Regions from separate parts of the Ovis aries genome. Here region 1 is linked to region 2. The links are chromatin contacts, called in public Hi-C maps. All regions are on one chromosome and are shown on one strand. The core of a region is the stretch at or near the end of the contact, and the rest is flanking DNA. Distances in the headings are between cores, read along the strand shown.

The links. A called contact is a pair of places that touch in the nucleus more often than the background predicts.
Region 1: a contact with region 2 is called in a Hi-C map of skin fibroblasts, with 2.6 times the contacts expected there. The contact joins the promoter of SLC38A1 here to the enhancer-like site in region 2. A contact is called at or near these places in 3 of 16 Hi-C or Micro-C datasets (blood, skin fibroblasts and tail adipose tissue).

What each region holds. Positions count from the first base shown.
Region 1 is chr3:140,195,304-140,199,000 of ARS-UI_Ramb_v3.0, reverse strand. It overlaps SLC38A1 (solute carrier family 38 member 1), which reads right to left and starts at 2,447. Exons shown (of 15, transcript XM_060412704.1): 1 at 2,159-2,447.
Region 2 is chr3:140,153,249-140,157,084 of ARS-UI_Ramb_v3.0, reverse strand. No RefSeq gene overlaps it. Among named protein-coding and RNA genes, the nearest start is that of SLC38A2, 19 kb to the right of the region's middle. Within about 2 kb of position 2,239, at least 4 of the 54 cell types and tissues checked have an H3K27ac peak or open chromatin away from gene starts, as enhancers often do.

The sequences.
Region 1 (3,697 bases), core at 1,198-3,697, 42 kb before region 2:
GAAGGGATATCTCACAGAAACAGGGACTTTATCTTGTAGTTGCTAACTGCCACATAAACTCTCAGTAGGAAATACTCATTGAATATGTTTAGGGGAAAAAAAGTGAATTCACCTCATCAAAGTTAAGACCTCAAGCCAAACCAGGTGAGTTTCCTGATGTCTAAGGAACTACTGAAAACTACCTAACTCTTGAGGAGTAAAGCCAATTTGAAGTTGGGGCCCAAACTGAAATCCAGGGGGCCTACTAAGATCAGAGAGAGCCCTGACTTGGCTGATAGATTTCAGGAATACCCAGCCGGTGAGAGATTCATTTAACAATGAGGCCAGCCAGCCACCTAGCTCAGGTTTTATTTCCGTCGTCGTTCTGACGTCAGAAAAAGCACGAGTTGCCGCAGTTTCTTCTATCAAGGTGACAAATTACAGTCTTGTTGGGCCCTGGAGTCTGCAAACGATGGATTTATTCTCTCCTTACCCTTATATTAAAAAGTCTTAAACCCACGGCAGAGATGTCAGATCCTTTTCCAAACGCAAATAAATACGGTTTCCTAGCGTTGGGGTCTTTTCAACTCATGAAATACATCACCAGGGATTCGTCCGCGAAACTATGTGATGCTGGTGGCAATTAGGTTTTCACCGGAGAACCAGAGCAATAAAAACCCGCTCAGACACAAAGGACTCACAATTGTAGCACCAACTTCCCAAGCCGAAGACAGCCTGTGAAAGGCACGGGCGAAACGCCGGGACGCGGTTACCGCGAAATTCCTTTTGCCGCCATATGTACTTCTACCTTCTAACTACAGTTCAGTCCAAACCCAGGGCTGGGCACTTCCACAGGGAATCGGCGCCCAGGCAGCCCTGTAGCCTGGGGGTACCAGTGGGTGCTGAGGACCCCGAGTTCCGGGAGGGGCTGAGGACCCCGAAGCTCCGGGTGGTGGGGGCGTGCACTGGGGCGAAGGAACACTTTCCTCCGGGCACCCGCCAGCCGAGATTAAATGCCTATTGTGGTAAAATTTAGGGACACGAGGGTGATTCGGGGGTGGGGGGAAGACGTGGGAGTGCTGGGGAGACCACTCGGCGCTCGGGCCCCGCGCAATCGGTGCCCTTTTGTTCGCCAGCTCCAGCGGTTCCTAGCTTTCAGAACGACACTTCTCTCTTTCTCTCCTTCCTTTGGGAAAGAACCTCTTTGGGGCGGGAAAGGGCTGTGAGTCACTGCCAGCATCGCTTAATAATCCTCCTCACCCTCCACCCCGTCCCCCAACCTCATAACCCGCATCCTTTCCGTTACTGAGAGCCGGGCAGAGCTCGAGAAGGGCCGGCGAGCGTGTTCCTGTTTACTCGGGCTCCGTGGCTAGTCCCCGAGACCCAGCCGGCCTCACACTCAACCCCGGGCACATCACATGCCTTTCTTGGGGCTCCTAAGACACAGGAAATTCCCCGCAAATGCCCAGCACTCAACCACTGCTCGGCAATGCAGTGGAGCCCTCACCTCGGCGCGCTCTCTAGACCCGCGTGGTCCCTAACCCGCGAATGATTTAACCAGATCCGGCACCACAATCTGCCACTAAGAAAACAGACCCCAGAAGTAAGCCGCAGCCCACGCAACGCTGAAACCAGGGGCTCCGCGCCTCTTTACACTGCCGCAGGGGTCAGCAGAACCGTGGATCTGACTTTTCTCTTGGTAAAAGCAAAATCCGACCGCATCCGGCTCAGCCGCGCACTCCTTCCTTTCACGCTCGCAGGGATGACTTCTGCGTTACCGCCTCCTCTCACATCTAAAACGTCCCTTTCCTCCCCACCGCTGCTCCCTCAGCTCTCCCTGGGAACGGGAAATCCTCTTACCTCGGGCCAAAAAAAAGGGGGGGAAAAGTGGTATCCGCCCTTCCCGGATTTTCCCCCAGCCTTGCGATGTCCTTTGTGTCAAGGTCTGGCTGCCTTGGCGGATGAAAGGTGCCCTCCGTCAGCCAGGGCTGGGCGGGGAGGCTCGGCGTGGCGTGGCGGATTTCCGAGGAAGGTGAAGGGCGGCGACCTTCAGGCGGAGCGGCGTGCCGCCCCAGCCCGCGCACTCCTGGCTCTCCTCCTCCTTTCGGGGCCGATTGCATCAGAAGCTCCCCCCACCAGCAACCCTTACCCACACGGTACTCGCCAGGCTCGCACTCACATCCGCTCGCTTGGCCGCAGAGGTTTTCGAATCAAATCAGTCATCTCCTACTGGGGGACGCGTCGCCCTTGCGCATCCATGGCTCGCGATGGTTTAGCTGTTCAGGCTATTCATCCGCGTCTCGCCTGCCGTCGCCTCCCCTCCTGCGCGTCCGCTCTTTAACCGAAGCTGCGTGTCACTGAGCGATGCCCATCACATGGTGTCTCTTGCCTAGGCGGCTGCCCCTGGCTGCCTCCTTGTCGCCGTCCGCCGAGGATGCGGCGACCGCAGCCGGCGAAGGTTGAGCATCGGAAAGAGAGGGAGCGAGGGAGGGGTTGCGGGGCGCTTGTGTGCCGGGAGCGCCGGCGGTGGCCCCGGGAGCGGAGTGTGCGCGCAGTCTGGACACCTGCCCCACGCCCTCCTGGTGCCCTGCAGCGAGCCCAGAGCCCAGCTGCAGCGGTGGCCGCAGCCTGGGGGCCCTGGAGATGGAGAGGGGAGGTGGCTGGGAGGGCACGGAAGGAGGCGAGGAGGGCTGTGCGATGGGGGGCTGGGGGTGCATTGGGGGTGCGCCGGAGCCGGGCCGGGGCGCGTGAGCGCGGGGAATTGCATTGTGGGAAGGGCGCCGCGTGAGGATGGCCGCCGGAGTGGCTGGTCGGCTCACAGCCCTGCAAGCAGCGTGGCAGCCGCTGGCAGCGAGGGAGCGGCGTGGAGGCTCCCGAGGGACTGCGCGGAGGAGGCCGGGGACGGCCGGGAGCGCGGGCACCTCTGGAAAGCCTTTGTCCGTCACCCGCAGTGGGAGGCGCCTCCCCTCTTCCGGATCCAGCACCCGCAGTCCCGGCCAGCCCCCACCCCGAGATCTATGCTGAGGGGCTCTGTTGAGGGGACTGCGTGGTTTTGCTGAGCTGGGGCGCGCTCTGGGCTGGGGGGAGACCCCACGTGATCGAGCCCCGGGCGTGGCGCGTCGGGGATCAAGAAGCCGGGCGCTCGAAATCGGGGGTCAGCGGGGAGCGAGGGCGCAGGATGGAGGGGTCTGGGGCCGCTGGGCCCGTTCCCCTTTCTTTTGCTCTTTGTTCCGGGCACAGCCCCTCTGCACTGACTGGCCACTTCCTTGCAGGGCAGTGTGTTTCCTTAAAATGGCGACAGGAAATCCCACCTGCGCGTCAGCCAATGAGACAGTCAGCGCCGCGCGAATTTGCGGGGTGGAAACTCGAGCCTTCTATTGACAGGAATGGTTGCGTCTCCGTGTTCCATGAAAACAGGAAAAGGAAGGTGAATCATCTTTCAAAAATTAATCTACCAGGCGCATTTCAAAAGGGCAGACGGAGTAGCCTCTGATGGAGTGGCTATGGCTTTTTAGTCACCGCTGGAAAAGCGAGAGGAAAACCAAACGCCTCGTAACTAGAATACTCGTTCCGTCGAGTGGCAGAAATTGGTCTTGGTTAGTTCGACAATGGCTGACTGAGAACCCTATTCAGAAGGCCAGCTCTTGAATAAACCAGAGAAAGTGAAAGGCCTTGCAAACAGAAAGGGGAAGATGATGGATGGGGAGCCTCGCTCAAA
Region 2 (3,836 bases), core at 990-3,489:
ATGCTAAACTGTATTAGAAAGGAAGCCAGCTGGGTCATGGACATACATAACCTTAAGGAACTTGCTGGAGATCACACAGCTAGTAATGACAAATCAGATCTTGAACAAGTTTTGCAAAACCACAAGGTCCTGCTTTTCCCCCAGACTTCCCATAAACCGTGGCAGAGTGACGATTAGCTGGAAAGATTCCTGGCATTGCTGATTATTCAGTTTTCTTCAACAAGTATTGTGAAATTTGCGGTGCCCTTTTAATTTAATTATTGCTTACATGTAATGTGTGTGTGTGTGTGTGTGTGTGTGTGTGTCTGTGTGTGTGTGTGTGTGAAGAGTCTTGTTTCAATAGCTTCTACTCCATTAGTAAGAAGAAATGTTCACTTGCTTGCTTCGCTGCCTCCAATGCAGGCAGTAAGTACTAAATATTTCTTTTTGGAGCAGTTTATGAGAGAAGAATGTTTTCAAATTTATGAGGCTTTCGTGCATTTTCAGAAGAGATTCTCATATTTCACATATTTCCTTCTTTGGATCTTTCTATTTAGAGATCAGTTTAAAAATACAACCCATCTATCTGGAGCAGAAGGGTTGTGAACCATGAGTTCCACATCTCTGGAGACTTTGAGTCACTTTAAAGGCAAAATATGAAGAAAGTAAAAGGAAATTAAAAAGATATATAGCTTAGTTTTGGCCTAGAATGCAGCATGATTCCATGATAGGTTACAGTAGATTGGAGATACTGAAAGAAAATGCATCATTTACCAAAACCTGAGGGATATTTTTCCCCCCAAGAGAAACAAACAGCTGCTTGTTAGAATTGTGTCCTTATAGTAGGCATCCTCAATATATCTGGTTCCTTTCCTGCCTATTTAGACCAGATACTTTACTCTTAAAAATTATACTGTTGTATGATTTTGCCACATTTTCGGTAAGCATGTATAACTTTGGGAGTTTAAAGTTATACACTTAGGACCTAGGATTATTTCCCCAAATCTTTAAGAAGCAGATGGTTCAGAAGATCAGTTTATGATCACTTGTCCTTTGAAAAGTAAAGGCCTCCAGAACTAAATCTAAGTGATGGTCACCACGATTTTAAGGTTTCTTGCCCTACCTATTCGGAAAGGCTACAATTTCAGCAACCTGAAGGCAGCATTTGGCAATGGCGCTGTTGTTGAGTAGGGAAAGGAGATGGGTTATTTGACATTATGTCTCTTTTCCACTTTGATTTCTTCACTTCTCCACCTTAGATATATCTGGAAGGACTTGCTTATCTCCTCAGCAACACATTCACCATCAAGGAGACTTGACCTCTGTGTGAACTTCGTGTTCATCTTGAGGCTATTGGGTTGTATTGAGGTAAAGAAGACTGAATTGTAGACAGGAAGCCAAGGCCACCATTCTGCCAGTAAGGCAAGAAACAGGGGACGCGGCAGCTGAGCTTCTGGCTGGCAGGATTCTTGTTACCTTGGGGTCTCATTCTCCTGAAGGAACTTCAAGCCATGTGTTTCAAACCCCATTGCATAGAGCCCTAGGTTAAGGCTGCACCTTATGAACCATTGTGGCGGGATGAAGCAGGTGCAAAAAATTGGGAGGCTGAGTCCTTAGAATCTAGACTTCACCTCTGACAGTTTCAATCAGCACAGCTCTGTTTTTATCTACTGTACAGGTTGGGCCCTACCTCACATTAAATAATAATAATAATAATCAGATGAAAAAGTTGAACTTACCAGAACTCCTTTCAGGGAAAGTACTGTAAGTGGTTAGAAGGAATACTAAGGTCAGACATTTAGGAAGGGTGGGAGCAGAAGTGATATCTTTAAGAGCAGAGTGGAAATAAAAAGATATGACAAGTAAACTGCCATCTCAGGAGAGTGGGTACTGATGACGCCAAGCTTTTGTTTTTCCTGAGATGAATTGGCTGATTTGAGGACAGAGTTGAACTATTCATGAGAAGAGGGGACATGGTGTGCAAGGAAGGGTGGACAGAGAAAATCTCCAGTTTATAGGACAGCCAGGCTGACCTGGGGGAAGAATATATCAAGTGGGATTTTATGAAACTGCACACAGTGGCATGTGCAAGGTAAACAGTCCCTTTACTATGTAATCCTCTGACATCCACACCCAGGTAATACTTAGTAAAACTTGCTTTGGGTCTTTCAGCCAGAGAAGGCAAATAATGCTGAAGTTTGCAGCTTGATGGTTTAGAGAAAAAAAGACACTGTAAGTGTTTCATTTGGTGATTCACTAGAAGGACTCGTAAGACTCAGTAGCAGGTATTACTCACTGCTAAGGCCTTCCTTGGTGGCTCAGATGGTAAAGAATCTGCCTGCAATGCAGGAGACCCAGGTCAATCTCTGGGTCAGGAAGATCCCCTGGAATGGCTACCCACGCCAGTATTCTTGCTTGGAGAATTCCATGGACAAAGGAGCCTGGGGGGCTGCAGTCCACGGGGTCGAAAAAAGTTGGACGTGACTTAGCAACTAACACACACACAAGGGTTGTTACCAGAAAGGATATAGAGCAAATGCAACAGGAAAGAGAGACACAGCAGGGGATACCAGCGAGGCCTGTCGTGGGCTTCCAAGACCTTTTTTGTCCAAGGTCACACAAGAATGCTTTTTGTTGTTGTTAGCACTTAACTCTAGGGGCGTGTGTGGAATGTCTGTCTGGGGAAGTCTGAATGAGCCTCAAGTTCCAAGGATTTTATGGAGGCTAGTCACATAGGCCTACCCTGCTCTGCAACCAGGCCCAGCTATCAAAACTCAGAATTCCAATAATGATATCAGGCACACGTCATAAATCTTGGTGTTTATAATGCAACCTGAAAAGCCAATGTAGGATGATCTGTTGCTTCAAGGGTTTGTAACAAAATCATCGATCATCACATAAAGAACATTCTGAGGGTAGCATTCCCAGGAGTTGGCCAAGGGTCACTCAGGGTTCCCTCGAATCAGGCTTGCTTCGTGAATGTTTTCTTCACAACACGTTGGGGACAACCAAATTTGACTAGGATTTGGAAAAGGATGTCATAGCCAGACTCACGTTGTAGAGGTTAAAGATGGCTTCTGCCACCCGGAGGCAGATCATAGACTAGGCAAGAAAGCCTTCCAATTGGAGGCCTCTTGTGTGTTTTTTTTATGTTTATTTTTAAATTTTTAAAAAGCTTTTATCAGAATTTAGTTGCTTTACCATGTTTTTGTTTCTGATGTACAGCAAAATGAATCAGCTTTATATATACATATATCCCCTCCCTCCCACCCTCATCCCACTCCCCTAGGTCATCACAGAGCCTGGAGCTGAGCAACCTGTGCTATCTAGCAGCTTCCTGCTAGCTAGCTATTTTAGATACGGTAGGGTATATATGGAGACCTCTTGTTAAAGATGACTGAACTCTATTTTTTAAGTCTAAGTGTTTAATTTCATGATACTAGCTATATTTATTTGGCAAGCATTTAGTAAAATTTTGAGCCTCACCTCAACTATGCTGCACAGGGCATATTTATTCATTCAACAATTATTTTCAGAATGTGTGTACTATTTGCTAGACATTGTTGTATGGGGGTAAATTAGTGAAAACTCAGATGTCTGTTTTTATGAAGTGTACAAGTCTTGTGGGGGGAAATCAGAACAGATGTGATTTGAGGAAGCTATAATCTACTGAGTTTGGAGAAAAGTCATAAGAGAAGGCAGGTGTACTACCTGGAAGTCTAGAAAACAGAAATCCAAAGAAACTGGCTATTGGTGTCTGTTGGCTATTTTACTAGATCAGCCATTCTAATTTGTCTGGAACTGAGATGTTTCCCAGGATGCAGGACTCTTTCTGTGAAAACTGTTCTCTCAGCCGT